Linked DNA regions of Rattus norvegicus: region 1 is linked to region 2. A link is a contact called in public HiChIP or PLAC-seq data. All regions are on one chromosome and are shown on one strand. The core of a region is the stretch at or near the end of the contact, and the rest is flanking DNA. Distances in the headings are between cores, read along the strand shown. Region 1 overlaps Bach2 (BTB domain and CNC homolog 2). Region 2 overlaps Bach2 (BTB domain and CNC homolog 2).

Region 1 (5,518 bases), core at 2,866-5,365, 200 kb after region 2:
CTGTCACAGGCTGGCACAGTAAGGTATCCCGAGCCCTAGCTACTTGGGAGACAGAGGCAAGATCACTTGAGTGTAGGAATTTGACAGTAACCTGGGAACCCTAGCACTAATGAGTATGCCTGAAAATTATGTATAATCCCCCCAAAGCGATAACACTTGCATCAGTTGGAGGCACCTAAGCCCAAAGCATTCATTTCTAAGATTTATTTTAGTTGTGTGCATTCATGTATATATGTGTGTGTGTGTGTGTCCCTGTGTATTCATGTATGAATGTGTGTGTGTATCCATGTGCATCCATGAATGTGTGTGTGTCCATGTGCATTCGTGTGTGTTCATATGTGTGTGTCCATGTGCATTCGTGTGTGTTCATATGTGTGTGTCCATGTGCATTCATGTGTGTTCATATGTGTGTGTCCATGTGCATTCGTGTGTGTGAATGTGTGTATGCATATGTGTGTGTGCCTGTGTGTCTGTGTGTATATGGATGTGTGTCTGTGTGTATTCATGTATGTGTGTGTATTGGTATGTGCCCCTGTGCATTCATGTGTGTGTGTGTGTGTGTATGTGTGTCCGTGTGTGTATCCATGTGCATTCATGTGTGTGTGTATGTGTGTCCGTGTGTGTATCCATGTGCTTTCATGTGTGTGTGTTCATATGCGTGTATGTGTTCCTGTGCATTCATGTGTATGTGTGTGTGTTGGTATGTGTCTTGGTGCATTCGTCTGCTGCTGGAATTACAGGCAATTGTAAGATGCCTGATAAGGGTGCTGGGAACTAAACTTGGGTCCTCTGTAGGATCCACACATTCTTTATTTTTTTAAAGATTTATTCATTTATTATATATGAGTACACTGTAGCTGTCTTCAGATACACCAGAAGAGGGCATGGGATCTCTTTACAGATGGTTGTGAGCCACCATGTGGTTGCTGGGAATTGAACTCAGGACCTCTGGAAGAGTAGTCGGGTGCTCTTAACCACTGAACCATCTCTCCAGCCCCCAGGATCCACACATTCTTAACTGTTGAGCAATCTCTCCAGTCCCTCAGCATCCCTAAAGTACTTTTGTAGACAAGCTGGTCCCATATACCTCAAGTTTTGGTCACACCATGTTCCACTAAAAAAGAAAAAAGGAGTCACATATGCTTAGGTTAGCTTTATTAGCAAGGCCAGCAAGTAATAAAATAGTAGTCATAACAACTTTACCTCAGCACCTTTCAGTGGGCCGCAGGGAGAGTCGTTACTCGAGAGTACAGCATGGTGCATGGGAAGTAAGGATGCCCGGGAGTTTTCCTCCTGTAATAAACTGAGAACCATAGAGTCATAGCCTAAAAGACATGTGACCAAGCACTAAAGAAACAGGCTGTTGTTTGTCTTTCGTATATCCAGTGTGTCTCATAATTATTGAAAATAATGATTTTGATGGTGGTGGTGGGGGGGGGTGATAGCAGCCTTTATTGAACAGTCGCCTTACTGTGTGATGGGTGCTGCCAAGCATAGTTAGCACTCGGACTCTATGGGATTGTGATACTAAGTTGCAACAGGCCAAATGAGAAAACTGAGGCAAAAGAAAGAAAGGCTCATTAACTTGCTACAGTTACACTTGACGTGGTCAGCTCCTAAACAGAGAACACTGGATAGCATCTTGGACAGCCTGGTTCCGTGGCCCAGGTTCTAAACCCTCACATCACAGATGAAAACAGTAATACAATAACAGTAAGAAAATAAAATCATCTGTTCTTTTAACAGCTGGGGAAACGAAGTCCGGGGTCTCCAGCCAGGCAGCTGTACATTTGGAGCCTAGGTGAATGGCACCCCCTGTAGCTCAAGGTTCCCACAGAAGGCATCACGAGCCTGAGCTAGGAATTTAGTTTTATATAAGGAATAATGTTGAAGGGGTACAATTTACGACAGTAAGAGAAAACACCCAAAACTGGAATAAATCATCTCCCTTTTTTTCTCATTCCACCCACTAATGCCTCTCTACAATTCAAGCCACCTCGCTGAAGGGATTTTTTGGGGGTAACAAAACTTAGATGAAGCCACTTTTGTCTGGGTCCTCAGAAGACACCTGACACCTCAGGAGTGTTATAGTAATCATAGCGATAAACAGGACAATCCCCCTGCCCCGCCAGAGCTGCCTGTGTCCTGGTCCCTAAACCCTGTGCATGTAGTACCTACATGGCTGTGGATCTGCAGCTTTGATGAGAGCATCTCGAGGTGGAACCACTCTGACTGACCTATTAGATTCAGTTACCTCCCTTGGAGAGGGAGGCATGAGACGGAGTCAGAAAACCCAGTTTGAAGCTCGAAGTCTATACAGCAGCAATGGCTACTACCTTCTACATATCATCTGACTGTGCTAGTTCACCTAAATTCCATTCGTCTGTTTAATGTTTTAGTATAAGAACAGGTTCATGGCTCAGGGCTTAACCCTATCACCTGGGAAGCAGAGGCAGGTGGATCTCCCTGAGTTTGAGGTCAGCCTGGTTTACATAGCATCCCACACCAGCAGAGGCAGACAGTAACACCCTGTCTTGAAATTTTTAAGAGAGAGAGAGAGAAGGGAAGGAAGAGGAGATCCTCAAGTCCCATGGGAGCTTGGGCTTCATTTGTTTGTACAATTCCTATATCTGACAGTACTCTTATAGCACAAAATGAATGGCTGGCCTTAATGGCTGGTCCTTCAAGAAAGCTGGAGGCTATAGGACTTCGCCATGTCCTCCATCACTTGTCTGTCTTGGCTGTGTGCAAATCTCTGCACATTTCCTGTTACAGCCACTACATGGTAAAATAGCCTACATGGTCCAGCCAGAGCTCATGTCAAACAATGTCAGAGGTGTCTAGGTGGCGACTCCGGTTAATTGGAAACAGTGTGAAGTTGCGTTAGCCATCCTTGAACTGGCTTGTAGGTTGTTCTTAACAGACTGTCAAGTCTTCCTCCTCAGGGCCATCCTGAGCCCTGTGCTCTTCCAGTGCTGCCTCTGTGCTAGCCACAGTGGGAGCTCTCCTGGACTTCCGTGACTGATTTGTCCCTGCCTAGGCTGGTCCCCAAATGCAGTCAGTATGATCTCCCTAGTGCCCCTCTGCTTGGCACCCTGCAGTGCCTGCCCACAGTCTGCCAACCTCTTTTGTGGTTGAGAATTGGCCTTCCCAGTCTTGCCCTCTGCTCCCTCCTCTCCAGCACCACAGCTCCTCCTCTCCTACTGACATAGTCCTGCCCCAGAAGCCCTGGACCCCAGTCTCCCCTGTGTCTTTGCACATTGCTTTCTGCTGGCTCCAGCAGCCTATGTGTCCCTCCCTCAGTGTTAGCTGCCCTTCCACCAGCAGCTTTATACATTTACTACATCCTACCTGTCATTTGCTTGTTATTTCTGCTGACTCGTCCTGTCTCGTTAGTGCAGAGCCTCTCTAGCCTGGTACTCCATCTTCATTTAATGTTTTGTGTCACACACACACACACACACACACACACACACACACACCCTGTCCCCCAAGCATACGACTTCTATGGAACCACAGAAGATGGTGGCAAGGATGAATTTGTTAAAGGAAGTGTACTCTGCTTTGTAAAGTTGGTCATCACCAACCCTGTCCCCGTAGAGACACATAGCCTTTCCTGGGTGAGTGACACCTCAGCCTGTGAACCTAATCCAGACATATCTTCCTTTGGCACATTCGCTCCAGAATCATTGTATGCTGTGGTGATGGTGAGCCAGGAGAGCTACAGAGTGACTGTACAGTTTGGGTGTTAGTAGTCGGTCGAGTTGGCAACTCATAAAGTTCCTCCTCTGATACAAGCCCCTTAAAGACCAGCATTCAGTAATCAACTAAAAAAAAAATTGCTAGGTGATGGGCAAACAACACGCTCAGAGTCCCTTCTGCAGCCCCAGAAATGCACAGCATTTGAATTTCACGAGCAAGTGTGTGTGTGTGTGTGTGTGTGTGTGTGAGAGAGAGAGAGAGAGAGAGAGAGAAAGAGAGAGACAGACAGACAGACAGAGAGAGAGAGAGAGAGAGAGAGAGAGAGAGAGAGAAAGATTGCCCCATCCAACCTCATCCTCTGACTTTTCCTTGTGACCCAGATATAGGAATATCTTGTGTTCTCTTGCTCCCTCTCCTGGCCTGGCCTTCCTTTAGCAAAAGCACGCACTTAGGATTTGCACGCCTGGGTGGTGAGGGTCTGAGCAGTTAAACAAAGCCACCGTCCAGCTCAGCGCAGTCTTTTAGAAAATCCACGGGAAACCAGAAACAAAAATCTTTTCCTCACATTGGCAGTGTAGCCTGACTCAGTGAGGAGAGGCAGTACTGGCACTGGAAAGAAATGAACTTGGCATCCTTTCTAAGGAATGAAATGCTTCCCAGAAAAAGTAGGGGAAAAGGCATTGCCCAAAAAAGCACTTGATACTACGGTTTTTTAAAATGTCTGCCTGAGGACGTACAGAACCATGTATGAATGTGCTGGTCTATTAATAGTGCTAGTTACCTCATTACCCAGTCTAGGGCAGTAATAAAGCCTCTGGTATCCTGTTCCTAACATGCACCAGACGAAGTCTTCAAATATCTGGCCTATGTCATGGTGAGGAGCAGACTCTACCCCTTTCCCTCCAAAAGCCAGTGCGAGTGCTCTTCAGAGCCTGGCCACATTGTGCTTCCTTTCAACACACAGGCCTGGGACAGGACACACGGCTTCCCCTGGTGACAGTGGGACAGCATCATGGCCCATACTCTTTATGAGGAAAGCCAGTACGTCACTGGTCTTCCGAAGGTTGACCCTGCTCCCTTCTTTCTTGCGTAGTGTCTTAATCCTGCCTGCCCACCGTGTGTTGCTTTTCCCCATTAAACTTTCCAAAATATCTTGCCCGCTAACCACGCCGTCTTTCCTACTTTACCGTAGAAAAGACTTTACTTTTTCATGCTGACCTAGAATGGCTTGCCCAAATGTAAAGTTTTCTAAACTTAGCAGATTGAGAAAAGTAACAGTTCCGCTTACGCAGTTCACCCTCCGGGCAGGCCGGTGCCCTCTGACCTCCAGCTCTGATGAAGTGTGTCCTCTCTGAGCACCCATCTGCTCTGCTCTGTGGCTTCCTGCGCAGTGCCAGGCTTTCCCAAGGAGTTCCTTTGTGCTCCGTTGCCTCCTTCAAGACAGCCATTTGGTGTTTAGGTGGGTAGAGGGTGCTGGTTTTCTTTAACTGAAGAAGGATATTCAACCCGGGTGTTTGTGGAAGGTCTTTTCCTAGAAAGCCACGAGGTCGTTCTTTTGTGTTTACCAAGGTCAGAGTCACTGTGTATGCAGAGTGGTGACTGATTTGTGTTAGTCCTGTGTTCTCTCATCACTCAGCCTGCTTCCATTGCAACTTAGTGTGCTAGACAACACACACTCACCCCCTTTCTCTCATCTGTTGTTCCAGGGACCTTAACAATGGATGGGTGAGCCATTCTACACCTGTTTCATGTTTCTTCTGTGCATTCTAAGTTCCTCCACGATCGAATTTATTTTTTTTTTTTTGCTTCTGTCAAG
Region 2 (5,105 bases), core at 1,009-3,508:
ATCATGCTGGTCTTGAATTCACAATGATCTCCCTGCCTCAGTCCTCTGAGTACTGGAGTTATAGGAAAGTGTCAACACATCAGGCCCCAAATTTCCCTTCTATGAGAATAATGGTCATACGGGATTAGGAGCCTCCTCTATTCCAGTATGAGTTAATCTTAACTAATTTACCTGATGACAGTCCCATTTCCAGAGAGGTCACACTGTGCCTTAGTGTTTGATATATGAATTTGGAGGAGAAAGGGGGAAACATTTAACCCTTGACACCATTACTGGTTGAGGCATGCAATTATCTTCATCTGGATGATGGACACAAAAGAGCAGGAAGAAAGAACCTTTGATTCTTAATCCTGAATGATCAAAGCCCAGCAAATCTTTTCTTCTCATTCCTTGGTCAGAGCTGACCACCCAGCTCTACCCAAATGCAAGGCAGCCTGGGAAATGTAGTCATTCCCTGGATGAATGGCAGTTGGTTATACTAGATGACTGTAGTTACATACCCATGTAGTCAAGCACCCCATCTTTCTAGGAAAGTGTACCCATGCTTTCTTTGATCCTGAGGACACCCTCAGAGAGGGTCTCATACCTTACAGTGCTGTAGGGGAATGAGCATCTCCAAGCTTGGGGATTCCATTAGCTCTCTTCTCCATGGTGACTCCAGGTATCAGTATGCAGGGGAGGATGTGCGTTTGTTTATGGTTTTGCTCCTTTGGAGTCTAACATGTTCTCAAGGGAGTTTCATCCACACCGCTAATGGATATTTTCTCTCCTTGTGAAACTTGCAAAATTCAAATTAATGTAGCTTTATTCTTTGCTAAAATTTCAGCTCGTAAACTGATTTCTTATAGTACAGTAACTTTCTAATTTCACGTTCAATTATTACAGAAAACTGATATATGTCCAAGAGGGAAGGAAGGATATTGTGACTCAGAGTAAAATTATGTAACGTGCTGTGCTTATTATCTTGAATGGCTAGACTTTAGTATTTAATTCCAGGAGTCTTGTCTCTCCTGTCAGGTTAGTTATTTCGAAAGTGGAATGTGCGTTTTACCCATGACTAAGTAATTACTTTGTATCCTCCTTTCCAATTACAATAACAAATCGTGAATTCTCCACATCTAGAATCACTATTATTTGGATTTGTCGATTGAATAGGATTTATTCTTAAATAAATAAATAAAAGGTAAAGACTTTGGAAAATTTTTTTCTGCAAATTTTTGGTTTCTCAAAGTAATTTACTTATGGACTATTTCCCATGAAGAAAGGGCAAGAGCGATTTGGGAAGATGATCAGGCGAGGTCTGAAAACACAGTAGGCAGGGTGTAGACACTAATGCTAACCCATGCGTTTAAGATTTTAGTGACAAACTTCCATGTCAGGAAACCACTGTGTTGATGTTTTATTGTGTTTAAAAGCACAACTTTAACCCAATGACTTCTAACCCATCTTTTGGTCAAAAAAAAAAAAAAGTCTCAATTATGGTGAACAGTCTAGGACTTGGCCTTCGTAGATGATTGATAACATCATTTTAAGGCTTGCAATGTGGGCGATTACTCTTGCTTTTCAGATGAGGGGTCTCTATTGTAACAAGCTTAATATCCTAAGTCTATATAAAGTAAATTGGATATTAGAATCCAGGTCTCATTAACCCCCAAACCGTTAACACTTCTTTTCTGCCATGTCAAAAGAATGTCTGTCTGTTTGATTGAATTTAACGTACATTTGCTAATGTGAGGCTCCAGGACATCTCAGTTCTTGAAAGACTAACCCACCTCCCTGTGAGTCTATTGATCGAATGGTTGGGAAAAGTTTTGTTTAGTCATGGAATAGGTCTCTAGGGTTGCTGCTTGTCAAGTCTTCGGTGGACTATTACTAAGTACACGGACGATGGTCACTGATTCAGAATACTTACTAAGTGTCCAGGACATAACTCAGTTACAGCTCTTTAGAATTCTGGGTAGAGTTCTCCAAAGCAGAGACACACTTGTTCCTTTTCTGGAAATGTCCAGGTTGAATAGGTCTTTACAAATTTTCTGAGACAAGGCCTGGACAAGGCAGACTGAGCCCTGGGTGGGTCCTGGACTTAGGGCAAGTTAAAGAAAGTCTACTGTCCTTCCAGTCAGGACGTCTGCTAGAACCAGAGCATAGAGAATGCATTCCTTCCCAGACATTCACCTTTCACCCTCCCTGGCAGCACCACAAGCCTGGCTTCTGATTGCCTGTCCGTTGCTGGGTGTCGCTGTCTTTCGGTTTCAACCAGGTTACTCTGCTCATGGTTTCTGTTGAGTGGCTGTGAGCAAGTCATATCCTGTGTTGGAAACGAGATGCCTCCAAATGGAAAATGAAGCCGTGGCATTAGATCAGAGTCCTTCTCCCAGTGCTTAAAATGCCAAGAGGCAAAGAAGCATTTGCCGATGGTAGGCATTTGGAGGGAGAAGGGTTCGTAGATCATATCAGATTATGCACACAACTTCTATACACAAAGAATTCAACAATGCAGATCATCCCTGAAGTCTCTCAGACTCTAGCATTCTGCCTGTCTACACATAGGGTCTTACTTTTTTTTCTATCACTGTGATGAAACAAAGGCAACTTACAGAAAAGCGGGATTAGAGAGAGCTTACAAGTTTCAGAGGGTGAGTCCATGACCATCACACTTGAGAGCATGGCAACAGGCAGGCGGAGTGCTGGAGCAGGGGCCGACAGCTCATGTCTCATCCACAAGCATGCGGCAGAGAGCGAAAGAGACCATGGGATAGAAGAGGGCTTTTGAAACTGATTCAGAGTCTGCCCTCAGTGACACACCTCTTCAAAGGCTATATACCCCTAACCCTTTCCAAACAGTTTCACCAGTGGACAGGGAGGGGCGCAGGGGAAGGCAAAAGCATTCAAATATAAAGCAAATACCATGTGGAGCACAGAGTTTCTTACTCAATATATGAGTAAAGAGTAGTCTCTCTGCAGTGTCATGGAACAGATGTTTAGAGTGTTTTTAGTGTAGATCTCTGCTTCTTCCTTCCCTAAAACGAGTGTTCCCCATAGTTAATGAGTAATAAATGTTTGCTGAGAATAGTAAGCCAATTAGTAGGGAGTCACATTTGGGTGATGAGTGGACAGGTTTTCAGACCTGAAGCCCTTTGTAGTTACATGCAGTGATACTAAAGGCTCATTTAAGGAAAGCAATTACCCAGGGATGGCAGCTCCTGGGAGGTTAGTGCTTCAGGGTAACGGCATTTCCTACCCTGCAGTAGTCAAGGCCTCAGTGTGAGGTGATGTGCCTTAGTTGACGTCCCTGTCTCCCATACAGTGTGGCATGCACATCGCCCCGCTCGAGATCCTTATGTCATACCTCAGTAGTCCAGCCAACCTGAGGCAAGCGCCCAGTTGCTCAGCAAAAGAACATATTGGGGGACGAAGAAGGCACTCTGGCAGGCCCCTGCCTCCTTTGCTAGGGAAGATAAGAATTACGTGGCACCCGTTTCCGGTGTTTAGCTTGATGCTAAGGGCCCGCTCATGCGTTCACTTTCCTGAGACATTCCACTGCTCTCTAGAAAGTCGCTAAAACTAAACAGAGACAGAACCCTTTGGCTGCTTAGATAATCTACTAAGCAAAGTGGGCTTGGACTATATTAATATCTCTAAAAATTGCATTTATTTTTCCTGTTGGCACTGTTTTAAATTTTTGCACTCATCTCCTTTATACAGATTCTACCTGTGTAGAATTCTATATCTGTTTGTCTTTTCAACCTCTGCTTAAAATGTTAGCACCTTGGCTTAGTTTCCCCCAGGAAAGAGTAAAAGGAAAGCCAAGAAGACCACAGTGACATCATTTGTGCTTGGAATCTCTGCAAACAGTCATGGTCAAAGTCACTCCTGAGGCCAAACCACAGTTCAAAGGCACACAAGGGAAACGTTTGGCGTTGACCTGTAGAAGTCAGTGTTTTTTTATTTATTATTTATTTGTGTTGAAAACAGAGGAGCGGGGAGGGAGGGAAGGGGGGGGGAGAGAGAGAGAGAGAGAGAGAGAGAGAGAGAGAGAGAGAGAGAGAGAAAGAGAGCGCGCATGCATGCTAGCTCCTTCCCTCACCTCATTTTCGAGAGTGCCAGTCTTTAGAGCTATTTAATACGAACTCATCATTACTAGCTTTGGTTTGGTTTAGTTTGGTTTGGTTTGGTTCCTTTGGTTTTGTTGTTGTTGTTGTTTTTTTTTTTTGTTTGTTTGTTTTGAGACAGATTCTGTAGACCAGACTGGCTTTGAACTCACAGAGATCTGCTTGCCTCTGCCTCCTGAGTGCTGGGATTAAAGGTGTGCCCTACCACGTTCTGCTCAGTAGTAACTTTTTAGGGTTCTCTGAGGTACTCTGATAGTTTGAAGCACTTAGGTTAGATTTTTCACCATGAATTCAAAACTGCATATAACATTACTAACCATCTCCTTAGGTTCTCCTTACTACAATAAGCTCGTAAATCGCCGGTGTCCGCTTTGATTGTACTGAAGTGTGCACGATGGCGAGCATTTTTTTTTACCGTGTGTATTTACATATGTACTCCTGATAGACACAAATGAGTCAAGGCCTAGGTACCAATTCCTTCACACCCTCCGAATTCGAACCACAAGGAAAAGTACAGAAAATGTCATCTGAAACCGAAACTATCATGTTAACATAAAATGACCGAAATAGCTATGTATAAAAATCCCAAAAGTTAGGGACCAGTTCTTAGCTAAACCCATGTGTAGAAAAATAAAGATGCGTGTAAATAAAATGACGTTTTAGAAGTCGGTAGCGTGTTAATAACGTCAGATGCAAGCAGTTGGCTTCCGGTCTGACGGCTCTCAAAAGGAGCTGGGGGCAGGTACTGAAAAATTTAGGGCTGTCCCTGATAATCGCAGACCAACTGTCATATCTGTTGGCAATATATTGTATACCATTGGGCTTAATGGCACTAACCAATGACCTCTGGCCTTCATTGTCAGATGAAGCTGATGTTGTCTAGACCACTGACATCAGCCAGGAGCCTCTTGCACCTCCAAGTTCAGGGGGTCCGGCAAATCCTCTCCCTCCACCCTAGTTTACAGTGTACGCAAACAGCACCTCAAAGCTTGT

What was found. HiChIP or PLAC-seq counts read pairs in DNA pulled down with a chosen protein or histone mark.
Region 1: a contact with region 2 is called in an H3K27ac HiChIP or PLAC-seq map of oligodendrocytes, with 15 times the contacts expected there. The contact joins two enhancer-like sites. A contact is called at or near these places in 2 of 12 Hi-C or Micro-C datasets (the Rat2 cell line and psoas muscle) and 1 of 1 datasets of contacts at active chromatin or transcription factors (oligodendrocytes).

What each region holds. Positions count from the first base shown.
Region 1 is chr5:51,728,361-51,733,878 of GRCr8, forward strand. The region is part of intron 3 of Bach2 (BTB domain and CNC homolog 2); the gene reads left to right. Among named protein-coding and RNA genes, the nearest start is that of Gja10, 67 kb to the right of the region's middle. Within about 2 kb of position 4,116, at least 16 of the 93 cell types and tissues checked have an H3K27ac peak or open chromatin away from gene starts, as enhancers often do.
Region 2 is chr5:51,526,528-51,531,632 of GRCr8, forward strand. All of the region lies in intron 1 of Bach2 (BTB domain and CNC homolog 2), which reads left to right. Among named protein-coding and RNA genes, the nearest start is that of Bach2, 16 kb to the left of the region's middle. Within about 2 kb of position 2,259, at least 10 of the 93 cell types and tissues checked have an H3K27ac peak or open chromatin away from gene starts, as enhancers often do.